Regions from separate parts of the Mus musculus genome. Here region 2 is linked to region 1. A link is a contact called in public HiChIP or PLAC-seq data. All regions are on one chromosome and are shown on one strand. Each heading gives the region's core, a stretch centred on a gene start, on an enhancer-like site or on the middle of the called end of the contact. The rest is flanking DNA. Distances are from core to core; before and after follow the strand shown.

The links. HiChIP or PLAC-seq counts read pairs in DNA pulled down with a chosen protein or histone mark.
Region 2: an H3K27ac HiChIP or PLAC-seq map of embryonic stem cells shows a contact between it and region 1, with 7 read pairs. The contact joins two enhancer-like sites. A contact is called at or near these places in 1 of 484 Hi-C or Micro-C datasets (nephron progenitors), 2 of 115 datasets of contacts at active chromatin or transcription factors (both in embryonic stem cells) and 3 of 9 other capture datasets (adipose tissue, liver and pancreatic islet).

Annotation. Positions count from the first base shown.
Region 1 is chr8:3,417,979-3,423,695 of GRCm38.p6, reverse strand. All of the region lies in intron 10 of Arhgef18 (rho/rac guanine nucleotide exchange factor (GEF) 18), which reads right to left. Among named protein-coding and RNA genes, the nearest start is that of Gm46029, 6.0 kb to the left of the region's middle. Within about 2 kb of position 2,020, at least 23 of the 459 cell types and tissues checked have an H3K27ac peak or open chromatin away from gene starts, as enhancers often do. A contact at or near this core is called in embryonic stem cells, where this site is marked.
Region 2 is chr8:3,532,140-3,537,706 of GRCm38.p6, reverse strand. Pnpla6 (patatin-like phospholipase domain containing 6) reads right to left here. Exons shown (of 35, transcript NM_001122818.3): 21 at 5,280-5,355; 22 at 3,037-3,177; 23 at 2,812-2,875; 24 at 2,077-2,245; 25 at 1,705-1,887; 26 at 1,046-1,164; 27 at 688-844; 28 at 342-458; 29 at 187-256. Among named protein-coding and RNA genes, the nearest start is that of Pnpla6, 20 kb to the right of the region's middle. Within about 2 kb of position 1,441, at least 30 of the 459 cell types and tissues checked have an H3K27ac peak or open chromatin away from gene starts, as enhancers often do. A contact at or near this core is called in embryonic stem cells, where this site is marked.

The sequences.
Region 1 (5,717 bases), core at 771-3,270:
ATTCTTTTACTAATGAGACTACAGACCCAAACTGAGACCTCAGTTTCCCCAGTACAGCAGACAGCAAACAATAACAGTAAAATAAACTATTAGAGCAGACAGAGTATGGTAGTGCATTCCTTTTATCTCAGCACTTCAGAAAGCAGAGGCAAGTAGATATTTGAGTTCAAGGCCAGCCTGCTTGACATAGCAACTTCAAGATCAGCCAGGACTACATAGTGAGACGCTGTCATAAACAAACAATCCTCCAAGCAAAAACTATCACCAACACCTAAAGTACTGCAGCACACTTAAATGCTCTTTGTATAATGTAGAATGCAATGTAAAGTATTTGTTTATAATAATGTATTTTTTAAAATGCATATTAGTGTTTTGCCTGCATGTGCATCTGTGTACCAAGTTCATGGTACCTGTGGAGGTCAGAAGAAGATATCAGATCCTCTGGAACTGGAGTTATAGGATATTGTAAGCCAGCAGTTAAGTGCCGAGAACCAAACTCTGATCCTCTCAAAAGCTCTGCTCTTATCCTGAGGCAGCCCTCTAGCACAAGTATTTATATCTTATGGTGGATGGGTCCAAAATGACTCTCTCTGTAATGTTTGCAGCCATCAAACCAAATTATGAGCCAGGAGCTCTGCCTTAAACAGTTGTGTGAATTGTGCCTTTAATTTTTAAAAAAATTTATTTATCTTATGTATGTGAGTATACTGTCACTCTCTTCAGACACACCAGAAGAGGGCATCAGATCCCATTACAGATGTTTGTAAGCCATTTTGTGGTTGCTGGGTATTGAACTCAGGACCTCTGGAAGAGTAGTCAGTGCTCTTAACCACTGAGCCATCTCTCTGTATTCTTTTATACTGGGGTTTCATGCTTTTGATTCTCTGGGATTTACATTTCCTGGTGGGACCAATCTTTCTCAAGTACCAAGGCAAGCCAATCCCTAGAGACAATAAAAGACTCACACTGAGGCCTGAGATGGCTCTCTGAGCAAAGGCACTTGCTGTAGAACGTGGTGACCCTGAACGTGGTGACCCGATTTTGAGCCCTGAGACCCACATGGTAGAACTAGAACCAACTGTGGAAAATTGTCTTTTGACTTCCACAAGCTGTTTCACTGCATTTGTGCCCACAAACCAGTCACTAAATAAATGTAAACTTAAAAAAAAATACCCACATATCTCTCATATGGAAAGTTGTAGCTGCCTGTATTACTGCTAATCATGTTCCCCATAAAACTGCTTACAGGAGAGAGTGTCTGCACTTAGCTTCTGGGAACCTGCCCCTAGTTGGTTCTGATTGGTAAATAAAGATGCCACCAGCCAATAACTGGGGAGGACAGACAGAGACGAGATTTTATGATTCTCGGGGTGGGTGGGTGGGTGGTGGTGGAGGAGGAAGAGGAGGGAAAGGAAGAAGAGGAGGAGGAGGTGATCATCCAGGAGAATGTGAAGGAGAGGAGAGACAACGCCATGCCTGAGAAGAGTGTGAGACAGAGAGGCATGGCAGCCATGTGAAGGACCAGGAGAACCCGGCTCAGAGCGCTGCCCAACTGGGTCTAGAGCAACCCAGATAGAACATAGACTTAAGTAAGTAGTAACTCATTATCAGTGGGTTATCAGCGGGAGGTAGATTCCAGCAGCAGTGGAAGTTAGGCAGTGGCCCCACTATTGTGCTATTTAAAGCATAGTAAAATGTAAAGGCTGTATATGTGTCTTTCACTCTGGAACATAAGCTACTGAGGTGGGTACTGCCCCTCGACGGGATTTATTAATTAATATTCAATACTACACAAAGTGGCCAAGCCATAGTCAACACTCATAGGCCCGGTCTATGTAGCTATGGGTCATCAGCATGCTCTGATATCTACCTCACAAGCTTGTTGCTCCTGCAGTCACAACAAGTTTCTCACGATGCTTGGCTTTAACCGTTTACTGGGCACATGACCTACAATCAGTCACCCGGGAAGAGTCTCAATGAGGAACCATCACACTGGATGGGCCTGTGGATGTGTCTGGGGGTGGGGGTGGTCCAGCCTACTGCAAGCAATGCTACTCCCTAGGCAGGGGTCTTGACCTGTGTAAGAGTGCAGACAGCAGGCTAAACCCAGGCGGGCAAGTCAGTCTGCCTGCACTTGCTTGTTTCTCTCTGCTCTTGAGTGTAAGTGCAATGTGACTAGTGGACTGACTTCCCAGGACTTCAACCTATAACTGTAAGCTGAAACAAATCCCTTTCTCCCCTAAGATGCTTATCACAGGAGCGAGATGCAATTAAGATACCTCCCTTCCATAAACTTCTGTCATTAACAGGAGTTGCCATTAATGTGAGCCATACTCGGTAGCCCAGGCTGACTTGAGGCTCCATGTTGGCTTTGAACTCAAGACAATCCTCCTGCTTCAGTCTCTCAGAACACCATTGGTTCCCACCCACCTTCTTTCCCAGCTGTACTCTAGGCTACATTCTGTCTGCTTCTATCATCTCAAAGCCAAGTACGAGACTATAAGGCAAGGTTCTCAACCTTCCCAATGGGAACCATAAGGTAAAAGGGCAGCAAAGATAAAATATAGATTTGGAAGGTGTTGAGCCAGGAATACCAGAAGGAAGCATGTGCCACAGGGAGGTTTAAGAAGTGCCTGGCCATTGAGCTAGTCAAGGCATATCAAAATCAGCTGGCGTGAGTGTGTGTGTGTGTGTGTGTGTGTGTGTGTGTCTTTCATTCGTGAATCCAGAGAGCTCTTAGGCAGCTGTGATGTGTGTGACCTACTTGGAGCCAAACTGGTTTAACTAATTCACCACGTCACTACCCCTTCTCCCCAATATAAAATTATTTCCATTGACACTTCATAACTGTATATCTGTGTTTTCTGATGGCCTTAGGCAACTCCCATGAAAGGGTCATTGGACACCCCTCCCCACCTATCAAACTGAACCCTGTCCATTCTTGCTTCTTCTAGAAAAAGCTACCCATGAGGATTTTGTCTACATTTCTGCTTTCTCCCAGTATGCCCTGTATGCAGTGCTGTGCTGCCCGTTTCTAGTCAGTTGTGAGCTAGGCTTCCTCTGTGACAGTTCCTCCAGTGGTTGCACGTCGTATATCACACCTGATCAAACAGGCCCAGCCATTCTCCACACACCAGCGGCCCAGAGACCTGGAGGTCTGCCTGCTGGGACAAATGAAACCATGTGTTTCTCTCTCACTTCTTCTAAACAGCATTTACCATGCTACACAGGATGGAAGCCTTGTGCTGCTTTGGAAAATGTTAAAAGAATTGGCTCAGCAGGTTAGGAATGCTTGCAGTGAAAGCAAGAGAACTGCGTGTATGTCACCAGCATTCTCGTAAAAGCCGTGCATGCCTGGAACCTGTGTTGTCACGTGCAGACAGCAAGACTTTGCTGGACAGCTGGCTAGGGTAGCCAAAATAATGAACTTCAAGGTCAGGGGAAGAATGTGTCTCAGAGTCAAGGTGGAGGGGCTTGAGGCACTCAGCAGGCAAGGCACTGGCTGCTCTTCCAGAGGACCTAGGTTAAGATCCCCCAACCCAAGCGGGGCAGTGGTGGTGCACGCTTTTAATTTCTCAGTACTTGGGAAGCAGAGAGCATCAGTATCTCTGAGTTCAAGACCAGCCCTGTCTACAGGGCAAATTCCAGGACAAACTAGCTTACAGAGCAAGTTCCAGAACTACATAGGGAAAAATCAAGACACAAACAAAAACAAAAAGATTCCCTGACCCGAATGACAGCTTACAAACCATGTGACTCCAGCTCTCAGGGGATCTGATGCCTACTTCTGGCCTCCTTAGGATGGCACTGAGCACACGTGGCACACAGATACAACCATTTGCAATTCCAGTTCCAGAGAATCTGATGTCCTGTTTAGGCCTCCATAGGCTCCTCTACATAAACAGTACACATATACAGACATGGAGGCAAACATTCATACACAAAAAATAAATCTTGGGGCTGGTGAGATGGCTCAGCGGTTAAGAGCACTGACTATTCTTCCGAAGGTCCTGAGTTCAAATCTCAGCAACCACATGGTGGCTCACAACCATCCGTAACGAGATCTGACACACTCTTCTGGAGCGTCTGAAGACAGTGTACTTACACAGAATACATAAATAAATAAATAAATCTTTAAAAAATAAATCTTAATAAAAACTGAGGTGGAGACTGGCTGAGGAAGGTGCCGGATGTTGACCTCTGGCTTCTGCGTGCACAAGGAAGGGTAAGTGCCACATGCACATCCACACTCCCACAGAAACGCTGTAATCATCCTGGATATGTGTTAAAGCTGTGCCAAAATGGACCGTTCACAGCAGTGCAGTCCGTGGAAGTCAGTAGTAGAAACTGCTCAATCATCTACCAGCCCACTGGTCACAGCTGACTCCAGTGTGCTCCAGTGTAGCCAGGGAAATGCTGTCTAGCTATCGAAGAACACAACCATGCTCTGCAGGCAAGTCAGGTCCAGCAAAAAGGAAGGCTCAGTGGGGAAAAGTACTTGATGCCTGACAAACCGAGTGTGTGGAAAAGCTAAATTTGGGGCTAAAGAGATGGCTCAGTGGTCAAGAGCATGCACTGCTCCTGCAAAGGACCTGAGTTTGGTTACCAGCACATACACTGGATGGTTCATAACCATCTGTAACTCCAGCTCCAGGGGACCTGGAAACCCCGTGCTTTCTTGAGCACAAACATACATGTACACACACCCACACACATTCACATGCTCTAAAATAAAATTAATCTTACAATGAAAGTTGGATGTGATGCATCTGTAACTTCACCAAATCCTATAGCAAGATGGGAGGTGGGTTCAGACCAGCTCCCTGGAGTAGAAAGCGGAGTGGTGGAGAAACCCTTCCCTTGACGAGGTGCAAAGAGAGGACAAATGTCCGGAAGTTTCCTCTGCTCTCCACATACATGTAATGGTGCACATGTATCCACATGCACATAATAGTAAGTAATAATAAAAAAAAACTCCAAATATTTAGAAATCAAACTCAAAAGACTGCTGTTTGCATGAATGCATGGATAGGCAATGTCTAGGCTGGGCAAGGTCCGGGAAGATAATCATGAACATGTATCCCATGCCGGTATCGAACTCCTGATCCTCCTGCCTCCACCTCCTTAGTACTGGGGATGGCTGACAGTTTATGCTGTGCTGGGGCTGGAACCCAGGGCTTGCTCAGTGCATGCTGAAGAAATGCTCTACCCGCTGAGCTACATTTCCAGCCCACCTCTGGAAGTTCTAAACTTGATTATGCTCACTAAAAGCCACTGGGCTGCAGACTTAAGAGACCAGCTGGGCCAGTATGTGAACTGTGCCTCAATAAAGCTGCTAGGCAAACACACACTCACAGCTGGGTTGGGAGCTGCCATTTTTCTGGTCTGAAGCCCATCATTCCATCATTCCACCTGCATGAGTCATTCAGCTCTGAGACAGGAAAACATCTCCTGATGCCTGCTTTCCTAAAGCAGACAGCCATGGGGGGGGGGGGGGGGAGTGTGGAAAACATCTCCTGATGCCTGCTTTCCTAAAGCAGACAGCCATGGGGGGCAGTGTGAGTGTGGTTCAGACCTGGCCACACAGGGAAATGTAGCTTGCTGTTGCCTAAAACTATCTGTAAAGACAATTTGGGGGGACGGTCTAATACTTGCCTAGCCTTTAGGAAGCCCTGGGACCTGAATTCCTGGGTTTATTCAATCCCATCATTGAATAA
Region 2 (5,567 bases), core at 192-2,691, 110 kb before region 1:
GAGAGCGGACATACCTGGGGCCTTCGGGACATTAGTGGGTGATGGTTAGTGATCGGTGGACGGGCCCAGGTGGACGGTCACTTGTGTTAACAACGTCCCAGATGCTCAGCTGCCCCTCCCCTTACAACCCATCCCCACACAGCCGGCCAACAAGGTTGTAGCAGGGCTTGGCAGGATGGCACCCACCATCTTTGTGGACGCGCATGGCAGAGGCAGTGATGTCTGTGGTCACATTGAAGTAAGGCAGCCACAGGTCCTGGGAAGGGGTGAGAACCAAAGTGGAAGATGGTGGAAAACCCCGGGGAAGAGGCAGCAGGGCCAGGGGTAGGGGACGGACATACCTCAATCTGCTTATCCTGGAAGACACGGTGGATACTTCTGTTAAAGGCTGAGCCAGTAAACATGGAGGTGACAGGATATGTGAGGTCCAATACAGGCTCCAGTACAGAAGTCATGCTCTAGGAATCAAATGGTCAAAAGCAGTTGCTTAGTCACAGAGAGATCGTGGCTCCAGGAATATCCACATACACACAGGGCTGGAGAGTGTCAGTCAATACAATGATTGCTCTAGTCCAAAGTCCCAGTGCCCTACCCATACTACCGGATCAGGCTATGGCATCTTCACACATCCCCCTGCGTTTCTTGGGCCCTGCAACCCCATCTCCTCACACCCCCCACAAAACACACCTTGGCCCACTCCCGGGCTCGTTGTTTAGTTCGGCTGGCGCTGCGTTCCTCGGCATACAAGGCCCCAATGAAGGAACCTATGGATGTGCCTCCCACAAGGTCGACTGGGACTCCTGCCTCCTCTAATGCCTTCAGCACCCCAATATGCGAGCAGCCTCTGTAGAATAGAGGGGAGTCGGTGACAAGCTGGGGATCTCTGGGGACCTACCCCCAGGAATTCTCTTCTCACTTCCCCTCCTGAAAAAAAAAAACACACTAACCAGGCTGTGGGGGTGTCTCCCGGGTAATAAGCTCCACCCCTTACACATCCTTAGGACACAGTAAGGAAGCTGTGTCTTCTACTTAGCCTGTCTCTTACCTGGCTCCGCCCCCACCCAGCACCAGAGCAATAGTGTTTCCTGTGAGTACTCGTGCCAAGCGGGAGAAGTCGCTGTGACGGTCTGCACGCCTGGAGAAAACCTTCTCATACAGCTCATGCTGGGATCCAGGAGAGAATAAAGATGTGTTAGACTGAGGTAACAAAGAACAAGTCTAGGGGACCACTCAGGCACATACTCATCTTTGCTACCTACCCCTCACCTCCACTCCCGCAATTGGTTCAGGCTCTGTCTCAGCTCTCTGGTCCTGCCCAAGCCCTGGTCCTGCCCGACTGTGGGGCATGCTGTACCCCTAAACTACAACCTTTGGCAGATGTACCAAATGCCACTCAAGGTGGAAGAGGGCGTGACACCAAGCCACGCCCACAGGCAAAGGGGTGTGTCCCCAAACTGGAACAGGAAGCAGCAGAGGCGTGCCACTCAGGGCCTTTCTTCAAGCCACGCCCAAGCCTCGGTCCCAGATGGAAGAACAGTTATTCTCTGGCCCCAACCCCCACTGGAGGAGAGTATCCCTCAAATTATACACCTAAGCATTAGGTGTGTTTCCTAAGGCTCTTCTTCATATTACACCCAAACCCGACCCCTGAGGTAGAAGACAGATTGTTCCCCTGGGTTCCTTTTTTAGGTTCCCACCCCTTACAAGTTTCGCTGGGCTGCGCCGTGAGAAGAGGCGGCGAGGACAGCGCAGGTGCAGGTGCCCTGAGCACCAGCTGCGCATGTTGAGCCACTCTACAGTGCGCGTGGGACCAGGGCCTTCCTCCCGGTGCAGCAAAACCAGTTGCTTCAAGGCACGGACAGCAGTGTTCTCTAACATTTGCTCCAGCTATGGAAGACAGAGACAGGTGGAGGTCATTGATACCTTCTCTACCCACACCCGGCAAAGCTCAGCTCCCTCACAGAACAGCAGCATGAGTGTACATGGCCTTCCACAGGCACGGAAGGACAAGGGATGAGATCCTGAGGGGAAGACTGAGGTGTATGTGTGGGTAATCAGTGCATACAGTCTCCAGACCTGGCCAACAGTGGGTTCCTGGTCCCCCAGGCCCACAATGAGGATGCAGTCGGCCTGGCGCAGACAACGGACGGTCCAAGGCGTCAGGGATGTGTCAGTTTGGTAGAGCACAATGCGATGGGCATCTTCCTGCTGGGCCAACCACCCTGACAGCCGGAATTCTTGAATGCTGAGATATAATGAGGGAGGGTCATCCTGGAGCCGGCCTGGAGTCCCACAACCTCTCCCAATATAGAGATAGTGCAATTCTACTGCTGGGAATATTTAGATAATTCCAGGTCCCAACAATTAAAATGCACGCCAAGGCAGGGAGTGGGGTTGAAATGGGGACTCAGGTGTTGCAAAGGCATATATATATATGTATATATATATATTTATTTTCACATATATTTGTTTTGCATTACTTTGCCACATGAAATCAACAATGTTAATGCTCAAGAACCACATAAGCAAGTTACAAAGAAAAAAAAAAACCCAAACAATTTTTTTAAAATCCTCATAATATTTTAAGTTTGCTTTGAGCCACAGTATCTCACAACTATAAGAGCTGCATATGGCCCCTGGGTTTCCAATTTGACACCCCTGCTACCAAAAGGGATTTGCCCCACATCGTCTCCCTATTGATCCGACAGGCAAGACTCCTCGATTCAGAAGCCTAGTTCTCCAGCCCAATCTGAAAGAATGTCCAACACAGGCCTTCTGCCCTTCCAGCCCCACTCCCCAACCCCCACACACCTATCCAGTGCTGAAGCCCCCAGGAGTGCCCGGATGACGTCACTGTTAAGGAGGAGCGTGGGACCTAGTGGGGTTGAGGAATGGAAGTTAGACAGAGCGCTTGTCACCCATCCCCACGGCTTAGGCTCCGTTTCCCTCGCACCCACCACCCACTCACCCACCACTTAGTACGGGTGACTGGAGTATAGACACACCGTTCCACTGAACAGATTCCCTATCGCTCACCAATAGCTTGCAGAGCATGCTGCAGTTCCAGAGTAAAGGCCATCATGGGCACCTCAGCACACACAGGGAGGATAGCTACAGTAGACAGATTGCTGGCTGGGTTGGTCAGTTCCGAGTGCTGCGGAACACTGAGCCCGGAGCCTGTTGAGACACCAATCAGGGATCGGCTGAGCAACTCTGTGTTCAGAGAGGTATCTTCCTTCTCCCCACCACCTCCTCTTCTACCTATCTCCCTTTCCCCCTCCTCTTCTTCCCCCACTTCTCCTCACCCCCCCCCACTTCCTTTTCATTCCCCTCTATCCCTGCCTTTTGTCATCCTCCCCCCCAGATCCTCACTATTCTTTTTTTTTTTTTAAGATTTATTTATTTATTATATGTAAGTATACTGTAGCTGTCTTCAGACACACCAGAAGAGGGAGTCAGATCTCGTTACGGATGGTTGTGAGCCACCATGTGGTTGCTGGGATTTGAACTCAGGACCTTCGGAAGAGCAGTCAGGTGCTCTTACCTGCTGAACCATCTCACCAGCCCGATCCTCACTATTCTAAGCTATGATAACACCATACAGAGGCCATGGGTGTAGTGCCCCACATACAATTCCATCCTTGGGTGTTTCTTGTTAAGACATGGCCAGCACCCTTTACTCTGGGCCTTAATCTCAGTGAGACCCATTACACAACTTTGTTGCAGTTCTTTTCTGATATGTGGTCTCACATGGCTGGGAATGACCTTGAAATCCTGCCTCCTGCATCCAACCTCTAAGGGCTGAGATAACAGATGTGTGCTACTATACCCAGCTACCCACCATGCAATGTTAGAACCATTCAAATCCACTGTGCCTACGCAGAGCACATCCCATCCTGACTCAGGCTACTATGTCCCAACACCGACTAAGACAAGAATATACTTGTGACTTTTCAGTTTCTCAGCTACCAGCCTAGATGGAGTTGTCATTTCCATCTCTTGCCAAGGCCTCACTTCAGACTTCAGACTTTACTTGCTGGTTGGTTCGTCTCTCCCATATTGAGTTCACCTTAGTTGAGTTCACCTTAGTGAACTCAAACACTTCCCAAGGCCCTTCTTTCCCTCTAAGGTTACTCCTTGTTGTGGTTCAAAAGCACTAATCCCTGGACTGGGGCTATAGGTCCAAAGCATGACTTAGCATGCACAAAGCTCTGGGCTCCATTCACAACATAAGCCATGTTGTACCATATGCTTGTCACCTATGCACTCAGAAGGTATAAACTCAAGGCCATCCTTGGCTACACAGTGGGTTCAAGGCCAGCCTGAGCAACATGAAACAAAGCTCCAAACCATGAAACCTTGTGTGGACCTTCCTACTTCTCTTCCACATCCAGCTTTAGGTAACCCTGGGATGGCTCAGCCCACAGTCCCCAAAGATCTTCCTTCCATCCATCCATCCTTTTCTCCAGCTTTCTGCCTGCAGCCCTGCGTAATTACCTTGCTTCATTTCCCTCCATACTTACCAGCTCCTGACATTGGGGTCTTTATGTGTGTTTTTAAAATTATGTCTTTCCTACTTATATGACTTCGACCTTTATTTCCTGAATGTGAAGGTTATGTGGAGGAAAGGTTAGCAAAAATGTGGAAGTTCAGGTGCGTTTGGTGGCATGGCTTGAACAGACTGTAACATGATATATTCTAGCTCACAGAAAGTACTCTCCAGTATAAATAACCACATTTCCTAGCAGGCCAGTTTAACTTCAGAAGCCATTTCCCAATGTGCCCCTAGTGCCGTATGCCACGCACGAGCTCATTTGTAATCGTATTATGATTCTTTCCCAGAATGCTCATGTGATTCCACTGGGGGAAGCATCCCCCCTGCTGAAGAATCTACCCCATGGACTTGAGAGATGGCTCAGCAGGTAAGGTGCTGCTGTGAAGCCTGGCATCCTGAGTTGATCCCCAAGATCCAAAGAGAAGGGAGAAAACGGATTCCTCTGACCTTCACATATGTGTGTGCAGTTGCACTTGAGCGTGTACTCACGATAAATAAGCCGTAAAAATGTTGCCCTTACTTAAAAAAAAAATCTGCTAAGACTTTAGACAAATTAACAAACTGCCTAGAAACAAGGACTACATTTTCCAGCAAACACTAAATCCAACTTCCAGTTCCAGTAAGATTTAGGGTTGAACTCGGTTTCCCATCATGCCATTTGATAGCTTGTTCGTGGCCGCCAGACTAAGTCCCTCACTACGCCCTGAGGCTGTCAAACTCTCACCTGGAAAGGGTCCTTGCAACTGCTGCAGATTGCCTAGAATTTTCTGGCTTAGCAGATGAATAAGGCGGGTCACAACCTAAGGCAGAGGGTTGGAGAGGTGGAAGAGAATGGTGTTCAGTGAGACTGAAAGGTCTCACCTTTGTTTCCTTCACCTGGGAGGCTAGAAATACCATTACTTGGGCTGCAACCTGACTAGAAAAGCCAGGCGCGCATGCGCACGCGCACACACACACACACACACACGCGCACACGCATAGGCGCAAACACACACACAAGCCACGGCCCCTG